3 separate regions of the Mus musculus genome follow, and regions 2 and 3 are each linked to region 1. A link is a contact called in public promoter capture Hi-C data. All regions are on one chromosome and are shown on one strand. Each heading gives the region's core, a stretch centred on a gene start, on an enhancer-like site or on the middle of the called end of the contact. The rest is flanking DNA. Distances are from core to core; before and after follow the strand shown.

What was found. Promoter capture Hi-C pulls out the DNA fragments that hold promoters and counts their contacts.
Region 2: a promoter capture Hi-C map of stem cell-derived epiblast-like cells shows a contact between it and region 1, with 2.6 times the contacts expected there. The contact joins the promoter of Slc36a2 here to the promoter of Nmur2 in region 1. A contact is called at or near these places in 2 of 39 promoter capture datasets (hippocampal neurons and stem cell-derived epiblast-like cells).
Region 3: a contact with region 1 is called in a promoter capture Hi-C map of embryonic stem cells, with 4 times the contacts expected there. The contact joins the promoter of Slc36a1 here to the promoter of Nmur2 in region 1. A contact is called at or near these places in 3 of 39 promoter capture datasets (embryonic stem cells, hippocampal neurons and liver).

Annotation. Positions count from the first base shown.
Region 1 is chr11:56,039,329-56,043,116 of GRCm38.p6, forward strand. It overlaps Nmur2 (neuromedin U receptor 2), which reads right to left and starts at 1,659. Exons shown (of 4, transcript NM_153079.4): 1 at 854-1,659. The coding sequence starts at 1,555. The region is part of intron 4 of LOC115485826 (a long non-coding RNA gene); the gene reads left to right.
Region 2 is chr11:55,183,087-55,186,874 of GRCm38.p6, forward strand. Slc36a2 (solute carrier family 36 (proton/amino acid symporter), member 2) reads right to left here and starts at 1,991. Exons shown (of 10, transcript NM_153170.3): 1 at 1,725-1,991. The coding sequence starts at 1,873.
Region 3 is chr11:55,202,192-55,205,979 of GRCm38.p6, forward strand. It overlaps Slc36a1 (solute carrier family 36 (proton/amino acid symporter), member 1), which reads left to right and starts at 2,149. Exons shown (of 11, transcript NM_153139.4): 1 at 2,149-2,297.

The DNA.
Region 1 (3,788 bases), core at 409-2,908:
TCACCTCTACTGCTCTAACTTATGAGTTCTGTGTACTTTGCATCCCTCAGTATCCCTACCTACCATAAAACTGGCTTCAAGATATCTATATCTATACCTCTATCTATCTATCTATCTATCTATCTATCTATCTATCTATCTATCTATCTATCTATCTACACACACACAGAGAGAGAGAGAGAGAGAGAGAGAGAGAGAGAGAGAATTTAACTTGCTATTTCAATCAATTGACCAATACAGCCACAAAGAAATATCTGCCTTCACTGCTGTATACCTGTCTCAGATCATACAGCAGGAAGAGTTCACGATATCCTCCAGACTTTGGTTCAGAGAAAAACTTGAACACAGGCAGTAAAGTGGAGCAGGGGCAGCAAAGAGGCAGCAGGTTGTAGAAGCACCCCCCCCCCCCCCAGAATGTGATTCTCTAAGCCCAGATCACATGCACACATTTAAAGTGAGGTTTCTCCTCAATTCTCTCACACATCGATGCCCCTAAGAAGCTGTCTCACACCTTCTTAGAAACACAGGTGGAAAAACATGGAAAGAATAAGGAACACCAGGTAAAGAAAGTGATAGAGCTGTGATTTTACTATGTTTAAGTGGTGGCAATTCCCACCTGTTCAAACGGAGACCAAGCTGATTTTACCTGTGAGATAAATCTTGAGTTCATGTGTGGAATTTTCATATGCAACTATTTTACATACATATAAACTCTTGTTTCTTAATTTCCCACTTAACGCTATCCTCTGTGCCCCTCCCTGATTCTATCTTCCCACCACGCTAAGTCTTTCTTTGAATTCAGAATGGACGAGAAAGGTGGGATGCTGCCCCAAACCATTCCCTCGATACTCACCCTGAGCCCCATGAGATAGTAGAGGACGCTGATGAGGGTCATCGGGAGGATGTAGAAGAGGAAGGAGGTAGCTTGGATGATGAAGTTATACACCCATATGGGTTTGGTGACTGTGCAGGTGGCAGAGCCGGGCACAGAGGACCCGTTGGGAAACTGCTGGAACTTGATGCCATGGATGCTGGTGTTGGGCAAAGAAAAGACCACAGAGAAGCTCCAGACTAGGCTGAGGATCCTGAGGGCCCGTCGCCGTGTGCTCTCCAGCTTGGCTCGGAACGGATGGACAATGGCCACGTAGCGCTCAATGCTAACCGTGGTGACACTGAGAATGGAGGCAAAGCACACAGTCTCGAAAAGGGCTGTCTTGAAGTAGCATCCCACCGGCCCAAACAGGAAGGGATAATTGTGCCACAACTCGTAGACCTCCAGTGGCATACCTAAGAGCAGGACCAGCAAGTCTGAGACTGCCAAGCTGAAGAGATAGTAGTTGGTGGGTGTCTTCAAAGTTTGATGTCGGGCAATCACCAGGCACACCAGAAGATTGCCTATCACCCCCACCACGAAGATCAGCGCATAGACCACAGACACTGGAAGGGATAGGTCACTGCGCTTGGGTCCACACAGGTAGGCCAAGTACTCCTCTGTGCTGTTCAAGTACTTCATGAGAGAATCGTGGATCCAGGAAGCATTTTCAAGTTTTCCCATTACTGAGCTTAAAATCCACGACCACGGGTATCCCTTGCTCTTGAGGCTCTGTCTCAAGCTGAGCCAGAAAGAGTCTGAAAGCCGAGGCTCCTGAAGAAGGTCTCAGAGAGTGAAAGGATAGCATCAGCCTCTAGGGCTCTCCTCTCACGCTGTTAATGCCTTTTGAGGACCACCCAAGCCCCGCCCCCGGCACGCTGTAGGCCAATGAGGGTGTTAAGCTGCACTGTGGGAGAACCAGGCAGGTTGGTGTGAGGGCTTTGTGTTTGGGGAGCAAGAGAGGAGGGACCTCCCTGTGACTTGGACGCAGCCACAGAGAATCAGCTCACACTGAGTGAGCTGCCTGCACCACCTGAGGAGTGAGCATTCCCAGCCTGGCCAGCCTCAGAGTTGTGGGGCTCTGGGGAGAAACACAGGAAGGGCTGAGGAGCCTGACTGCTAAGGCAGTCTCCATTGGTCTCTGATCACTCTATGTCCTGTCAAAGAGTGGAAGATCAATCGATTTCTCCGATTATATTGTTCCTTTGGGCAATCAGGGCTCTCTGGGAAAAGCATGAGACATATGATTTTGGGTATCTCAGTGGCTGAAAATCAGCTTTTAGGTTTTAGCCTTGCCTAACGACCTCAGCAGCTCAGAAAGCAAGTCGGTTTCAGAACCAGGTTATTAGAAATAAAGGAAATTCAACTCTCAGAGTTCCCTCCCTCCTTTTTCTGCTTCCTGCTGTCTCTCTCCTGTCTCTTCCTCTCTATTCTCCTTCTGTTTGTCTGTTTGACTCTTCCTTCTCCCTCTCTGTCTCTGTCTCTGTCTCTGTCTCTGTCTCTGTCTCTGTCTCTGTCTGTCTGTCTGTCTGTCTCTCTCTCTCTCTCTGTGTTTCTGTCTCTTTCCCTTCTCTCCTACTCCTTTACCTGTCTGTCTCTGTTTGTCTCTGTCTCTGTCTCTCTCTACTACATTCATTTATTTTGTTTTGATCAGCATATACATTCTACTAGATATGCTTTAGTGTAACATATGTTAAACATAACATAGTTTATGTTTTACAGGAAACATAAACCTATCAGTCATTCCTATTGCTGTTCACAGAACACACAATGGAAGCAACTTGCATGAAGAACTTGTGGGGCTGGTGAGATGGCTCAGGACTAAAGCTTTCCACAAAGTCTGGCCACTGGAGTTCAATCCCTGAGACTTACAGGTTAGGAGAACCAATTCCCACAAGTTATCTTCTAACCTGCACACATGTGCCATGACACACATTATGTACACACACACACACACACACACACACACACACACACACACACACGCATGTGCAAGCAGGTAAGCCAAACCAGAAACAAACAAATAAATAAATGCAATATTTAAAAAGTGAAAAGGTAGAATCAGAAGGGCTTAGTCTCACTCACAATTTAAGAAAGGTTTCAACGGTCTGTAGTGGTGGGGACGGCCATAGGCACACAAGGAGCTGGTCACGCTGTAGCCACAAAGCAGAGCGATTAATACTGAGGCTAAGTACAGAGTTTTCCTTTTTTATTCAGTCCTGGACCTCACTTAATGGGATGGTGCCTTCCACATTCAGGGACGATCTTCCCTCCCCAGTAAAGCCTCTCTGGAATGTCCCTCACCGACACAGACACAGATTATCTCCTGGGTGATTCCAAACTCAATCAAGTTGACAGTGTAGATAAATCCTCGCAGCCAATGGCTACCTATGCTCCACTGAGGTTTGGTTTTGTTTTGTTTTGTTTCTCTTAGGGTATCTGAAAATGTACAAGCAAAATAATAAATTATGTTTCCAGATAAAAGTTGATAAAAAACTTGCAGAGGAAGTCAAAGAAGGCTTATTTCAGCATATGCCTTTGAGACCAAGATCTGAAAGGTCTAGGGAAGGATTTAACCAGTAAATGGTCTTAAGACAGAAACAAGCTTCAGAATATGGAGCTGGCCAGTGATGGTAAGGGAATGAGAACTTAGGTCAGTGCTGTGCAGCAAGTTCCTCTGAGATTAAACTCCCATTCTGGATGAAAGCTTTTTAGGATACAGGATGTTCTAAGAGGAGGTAAAAATGTCCCATGCTTCAAGGAAACTCACTAATCTCAGGAAATAAACAACTGAAAAGTTTCAGGAAGTCCCCGAAACTGACCAGATTTACTAGGTTCTTCCCTACTAAGAATGCATACGATGCCAAGACAGCTGAGAGACAATCTTAGATAAGATGAGCTGCCTATAGTATGTTCC
Region 2 (3,788 bases), core at 741-3,240, 860 kb before region 1:
GCACATGTTTGGCTCTGTAGCGCCTCTGCAAATGTTAAGAATAACAAAAAAATTTGAAAGAGCTGACTCAACTCCTGGTCTCTATTTTAACCCCCAAGTCCTCCAGCATTGGAGGACCTGCCCATGGACTGGCGGGAGTTAAAGAACAGTTGGAGGAGGGGTGGTGGTGGAGAATCCTGCGTGCCTGTCTCTCTCCCTGTGGGTGTCAACATTGCTGACAGAGAACTACACCCTCAGCCCCCAGCGATGGGCTTGTTTTGCAACTGGGAAGGGGTCAACGGGTCACTTAGGAAATTTCTAACTAAAGGACTTAGGAAATCAGAATTAGCTTGTAGCTGTTTGTTCGGTCAGCTTGCAGTGTGTCGAGCCATGCAAAAATTTGGACCAGGAGCCAGGAGGCCCGGGTCCTTTGGTGACCTGGAGCCACCATCACAAGTACTTTTTAAGCAGCTAAGAGTACACAAGTACTCAGCTCGCGCTCACATAGAAGGTGCAGCCATACTAGGAGGAGCAAGCCATCATTTCTAGACTTTCTCGGGCTGGCGAGTGGGAACTGAACCCAGACAGCCAGACTCCATCCCCTGCCTGCTTTCCCAGCCTGGACTCCCTGTCTCCAAGCCCCACAGGCTCCGCTCTGACTCTCTCTTGTTTTATTCTTTTGATTTTTAAGGAGTTGAAATTGCCACCTTGACCATCCAGGACACAAGAGTCAGCTGGTTCTCTCAAAGTTGAAAAATACCCTGCTCTGCTGTGGGTGGTCCAGGGGCCTCAGCAGCTCACTCAGTGACCTCTAGCACTTAGGAAGCCCAGGACCAGACCCAGGGACAAAGGAGCCATTGAGGCCATTCCTGCAGTGTCTTGTATGCAGTGTGGAGAGAGACTGTACCCATTCCTTCAGCACCTTCTCCCTCTCTGCCACACATTCCCCACTCTGTCTGTCTGTCCATCCTTTAATATACTAGGTCGTATCTGCTCCTCCCTGCTTTCCATATGAGGACACTTGCTTCAGGGAAGAGAAGGACAGGGCTTCCACCTGAACCCAGACCTTCTGGTCCTCTGTTAATTACACTCCCTACTACCTTGATGACGTCAAACTTGCTCCTTAAAGCACGAGCCTGGGCTGGCTAGACTGCTATGTTAGTGAAGTCAAGTAGGGAGGAGGAAGAAGAAGAAGAGGAGGAGGAGGAGGGTATTGGAGCCCTGTAGCTTGTCGTGTTCTGAAAAATCTTTGCGAATGTCTCCTCTAGAATCCATCTTCTGGGAAATGGAAGACACTAGAAGCTTCCACGTGCTGTTCTTTGAGTAGTACCATGGCAGCCCCAGCGGCAGCAGGACCCAGGCTTGCGACAGGGAGAGGCTTGCTTGTTGCTTGTGGCTGAGGCCACTGTGGTTTACATACTGACCCCAGCTTCCCTCCAAGTTCTGCCTCCCTCCTAGACACTGAGAGCCCCAAACTGACTTTAACAAAAGTGCTTAGCCCCCTTCCTTCCAATAAATCTTAGCATGTGGCTTAAAGCAGCTGGGTCTCAGTTTCCCTCTCAGGACTTTTCAGATTCTAATCGTGCCCCTAGCTAGAACGTCCTATTTGACACAGACCCTGACTGCACTTTTTCCTCTTTGGTGTTCCCAGCTGCACAGTGGGTTGAGGGTCAGACATGCCCACCTCGAGATCCGGACTGGAAGCTGATGGAGGCAGACGTGGGGTGGGAGGGAGCTGCACTCACGTTATGCCCTTGGTCTTCTTTGATGACTCTGAAGAGCTCCCATTCGCTGGACTGGGATCCTGGCTCTGCAGCTTCTTGGCACTCTCAGGAAGGTCCAGATTGAGAGGGGTGGCTACCTGCGGACTCCTGGCACTCTTGGTCACAGACATGATGGCTTCAGAAAGGGCAAGCTCAAGGTAGGGAGAGGGCAATCAAGGAGGTGTATGTGCAGGTGCAAGTTGGGCCCAGTAGATCTGACCGGAGAGCTTGCTCTGGCCTGGCTGGAATGAGACCACGCCCACCTGCATGGACACCCCGCCTCCTCTTGCTTAAAGAAACCCAGCGGGAGAAAGAGAGGAAGGAGGGATTTGGGAAGAGAGCCATAAGCTTTATTGATATTACCCAATCAACCACAGTGCAGTTAACTTTTTCTTTTCTTTTCTTTCCTTTCCTTTCCTTTCCTTTCCTTTCCTTTCCTTTCCTTTCCTTTCCTTTCCTTTCCTTTCCTTTCCTTTCCTTTCCTTTCCTTTCCTCTCTCTCTCTCTCTCTCTCTCTCTCTCTCTTTCTTTCTTTCTTTCTTTCTTTCGTGTGTGACAGGATCTCCTGTAGCCCAAAGTGGCCTGTAATTCATTAGATAGCTAAGGATCATCCAGAACTTTTGAGCCACCTGCCTCTACCTCCTGAGTGCTGGAATTACAGATGTGTCCACCACCGCATCTGTTTTTATACAGAACTGGGGGCAGGACCCAGGCCTTTAAGCATATTAGGCAAGCAGTCCACATCTGAGCCTTATTTCCAGTCTATCCTGATAATTTTAATGACGAGAGCCGAACTATTTATTACACACTCCGCTAAGGGGGTACCCATTTCTGTCTCTGAAAAAAAATGCCTTCCTGTCTTCATCTCAGGGCAGGCTTCCCAGGTCCTACCAGCCTGCAGTCAGCTCTAAGAAGATGGGAGGGGCAGCTGGCACCTCACCTAGAGCAGGGCTCTTTCTAAGGTTTCACGTGTAATTCTGAACTCGTGGCCTGTCTGTGTGTTTGTATGCATGCGTGCATGCTGTGTATATGTGGAGGTAAGAGCTGGATTTGCGGTGTCTTCCTCAAACATAGTGCTGACTTAATACAGTGACTCATGTTGTGGTGACCCTCAGCCATAACAGTTTCATTGCTACTTCATAAACTGTTGCCAGTTATGAATTGGCACGTAAATATCTGATATGCAGGAGAGTTGATATGTGGCACCCCCCCCTCCCGGGGTCGCCACCCACAGGTTGAGAACTGCTGAAGAGGTGCCTTTACTTTCTGAAGGCTCCATGGAGGGAGAAGGAAAGGAATGAATTCTGCATGAGTCCCAGGCGCGTTTTCCCGGGCAGGCCACGGTTCAGGGGCTTCAGGGGCGACCGGGTGTGATCTGCTTAAGGTTACAATGTGGCTTCCGGGTTGGAGCTCTGGACCGGAAGATGGTCTCGGGAGCTTCTTGGGATTCTGCTCTCTGTCATTATCTCTGCTCAGGGTAAACGAACCAGCCAAACTCTCCTCTTCTACAAATTATAGCATTTTTCTTCTTGTACCAGTCTCCCCACCACCATCTCCTCCTCAGAAAGCAACATTTACCGAGGCCGTACTGTGTGCCAACAGTGTAGCTTAAAACACCCCCATGGTATCAGGAACACCTAAGACAGACTCTGAAGGACCTGTCCCTTACCAGGGTTCTTTCTAGGGTCCGGCGTGCAATTCTGAACTTGTGGCACGTCTGTGTGTCCTATGCATACATGCATAGTGTGTACACTCAGAGGTTTGGAGATACTATGTAGCCCATGGCTGTCCTGAAACTCACTCTGTAGATCAGGCTGGTCTTGAGCTCACAGAGATCAGCCTGACTCTGCCTCCTAAGTGCTGGGACAAAAGGCATGTGTCACTATGCCCAGTTCCATCTTGTGTTATTTTGAGACAGGGTCTCTCATTGAACCTAGAGTTCAGCAAATCTGGCCAGTGAGCTCCAGAATCCCACCGGTTTCTGCATCCTTACCCTGACACCAGCAGTGGGATTATAGCCTCGGGCAGCCACATGAAGCTGTGCTTG
Region 3 (3,788 bases), core at 899-3,398, 840 kb before region 1:
TGGAGATCGACCATGTCTGAATCAGATAGTGTACAAGGAAACTTTGCACGGGCTCAGGCTCGTTGTAAGACGTAAGACCTTCAGCAGAGGACATGGCAGCTGAGTGTATTGAAGATGGAACCGAGAACAATGTATCCGCAAAGGAGAGCAGTGGCTGAGTATCTGGCATCTTAGGACCCATCACGTTTGAGGTGGGATATGGGTGGAGCTTAGGGGAAAGCAGAACTGACCTCCTTCTGTTAGATGCAGAAGGAGTTATCCAAAATTTCTCTCTAGCATGACCCCTTTAGGTGCCAGATCTTATGTGATTTGCAAACAACAAGGGAAGGGGGAGAATAGAGTAGGGCTTCCAACTGAACTTTCAAAATGGGTAACCCAAAGGGAACTCAGAAGGCTGCGCAGCAGGAAGTGATGGAGACAGACCTGGGATGTGGGTGGGAAGGAGGTTACTCTGCCACACTGCAAGCCTTGCTGGGCTAATACTCAGTACACCAAGGCAGTCCTCTGTAGTAGGGCTCTCAGCAGGAGAATCCAAATCTCCCTAGGTCTTGCCGGATGCCACTCATGGATGGGGATCTTGACCCAGCAAGTGTAGAGTGGGACTCTAGAAGTTGTATCATTTCTTGTTCATGTGTGTATATGTATGTGTATGCATCTGTGTATGTGTGGTGTATGGTTTATATGCTTGTGTATGTATGTATGTATGTATGTATGTATGTATGTATGTAGTATATGTAATATGTGTATGTGTGTATGTGTGTGTCGTGTATGAAGTATGTGTATGTGTGAAGTTGTCTTTGCATCTCTGTGTGTGTGGTATATGGAGTATATGCATGTGTGGTATGTACTGTTTATATCTCTGTGTGTATGGAGTACATGTATGTATGTGTGAGGTGTATGGAACATATGCATATGTGTATGTATGTATGTATGTATGTATGTATGTGTGAGGTGTATGAAGTATATGTGTGTGTATGGAGTATATGTATGTGTGTGTGGTATATGGAGTGTGTATGTGTGTGTGGTGTATGAAGTATGTGTATGTGTGAAGTTGTCTTTGCATCTCTGTGTGTGTGGTATATGGAGTATATGTATGTATGTGTGGTATATGTTTGTATGAGTATATGTGTATATGTGTCTGTGATGTATGGAGTATATGTTGTTTGTGTGTGTGTATGTGTGTGTGTGGTGTATGGAACATATGTGCATGTACGTATGTGTGTGGTGTACGAAATATATGTGTGTACATGGAGTATATGTACGTGTGTGGTGTATGGAGTATATGTATGTATATGGTGTATGGAGTATATGTCTGTGTGTATGTGGTGTATGGAGTATATGTATGTGTGTGTTTGTGGTGTATGGAGTATATTTATGTGTGTGGTGTATGGAGTGTGTGTGTGTGTGTATGTGTATGTGTGTAGCATATGGAGTATGTGTGTGTGTGTGTGGAGTGGGGCATCGGGGAGTCAGATGGTGACATTGTCTGCTTGAGTTGTTCCCTCAACTTTTTTTCCCCACAGGTTCTCTCACTGAACCTGAGCCCACTGTTTTGGCTAGATCAGTTAGTCTGCTGAAGAGACCAAGGGATCCTTCTGCTCTGGCCCCAAGCTCTGGTGTTACTGGCACACATTGTCTTGCCTGGCTCTTTATATGTACTGGGAATCTTAACTCAGGTTCTTATTGTATCCAGTAAACCATTTTCCCAGTAGCCCCTTTTAAATTTTTTTGAAGCAAGGTATCTTTAAATCACCCAGGGTATCCTTGAACTCACTCTATAACCCAAACAGGCCTTGAACTATTTTTCTTCTCTGCTCTGGTATTGCAGTCTTGTACCATCAGGCTTAGCTGCACGATTTATTTTTTAAAAGGTGCAAACTTGTGATTATAAACCAGTAAATGCACGTTAATATATGCTGAACAAATAAATTTTAGCAAGGCTAAAAATTACGGATATTTTGCATGCCGACTTCCCTGGAGACTGCCTCAAAATCTAGGTCGTCTGCCTTAGCTCTGTGGTGGTCTCAGAAGCACTGCCCTTTCTGAAGCAGCGGCTGACGGCCGCCAGGTGGCGCTGCAGAACAAGGGTCCGGGAGGAGGAGCACGGAATGGAGCGGCACGTGACCTGGGCTAGGGAGCCAGCATCACGTGACAGGGCCCGGAAGCGGCTGTCCAGGAGGCTAGAAAACCATGGCTAGGGGTCGGCGCTGAGGCTACGCGAGGTGGGCTGAGCAGGAGCGGGAGCCAGAGCCGGAGCCGGAGCCGGAGCGGGAGCCCGGGCCGGGCAGGGCCGACCGGTGAGTAGTGCGTGCCCTGCGCTGCAGTCGGGAGTCACCTCCTGCTGTAGCACCTCCCGCCAAACGGATGCTGCTGCTCAGGGACAGGTCACCCGTGGGGTGGGGTCTCCCATGCACCTTTGACAGGTGTTCAGTCATAGTTCCCAGGTGACATCGGCAGTCACTGACGGCTAGCTCGGACCAACCCTTCGTTTGCAGATGTGGCTGTTCGAGCTATGCCCTTGCCTTGGGTCACAGGGTACCAGACCGCAACTCCTTTCCTCCGAGAGTAGGGGAAACTGAGGTCCAGGGCTGTGTGTGGGCTTCCGAGGTATCCCTGCAGCAGGGTGTCAGCTTCTGCAACTGTTTGTTTTCTGCCACGTTGCCATCTGCGGGGAAACTCGCCCTGTGAAAAGGCACTTGTCCCTTCCGCTGTGGGTCGCGCGTCCTTGTTTAGCTCCGCTGTGTCTGGGCTCTCCACGCCAGGCTTGAGTTCTGGGTGTGGTTCTGTTCACTGATGGCTTTTTCCTTTCCTTTCCTTTCCTTTCCTTTCCTTTCCTTTCCTTTCCTTTCCTTTCCTTTCCTTTCCTTTCCTTCTTTTTTCCTCTCTCTCTCTCTCTCTCTCTCTCTCTTTCCTCATCACTCAGCAGGCTTCGTTTCTAACCGTTCTGCAGTTTTGTGGAAGTCACTTAGAAATATGAAATAGGACCTGGGATAGACTGGAGGGACCAAGAGAGCTCTAGGGCATGAAAAGCACAGATGTTAACTTGAAGACCGCTTGCTTTTTGTTTTGTTTTCTGAAATTTGACAGATTCAGGTAGCGACTGCTTATATGGATGGAATTAGGGGGTGGGGGCTTGTTGAGTCAGGATAGCAACATAGTGTCCTGGAAGGAATTGACTTTGGGGAATCTGCAGAGCGTGTTTTAGCTTTTGCCTCTTGCTTGATGCCTTAGGTGACTTTGAATCCTCCCTCACCCGGGTTTACATTTTCAGTGTATGAATGATGGTAGGGTCCTTTTGTTATGAAACTCATATTTTTCCTGTTTGATTTTGTTAGGAGAGATTTACCCCCTCCTTGTAATCTGTAGGCAGTAGCCTACAACAAGAGTAGATCTTGTTCTAAAAGAATTTTACCTGTTTCTAATTGTCTTGAATCTGCCCCCCCCCCATTTATGGCTCAACTAGACATTCATAATTTTAGTTGTCTTTCTCATGACCAAGATCTCTTTTGCCTCTAGTTTGCATCCTAATTTATAGTAACTAACAGGTACATTAGTGCATAGGGTTTTTTTTTGGATGGAACCCAGGGGTTCCAAACACTCTGGAAGTAGACTGCATCTACGGCCGGGCTTCTTAAAAGCTGTTGTTGAGGTTACAAGTAAGAGGCTCGACTCTCAGCCCTTGGCTTTGACCTGAGGCTGGGCCTGCTCTGGTGGGGTCTGTGCTGCTGCAGCCTCTTTGTTTTTATGTCTCTGTTTTCTCCTTAAACCCGGTGGCTGTTTGTTCAGCC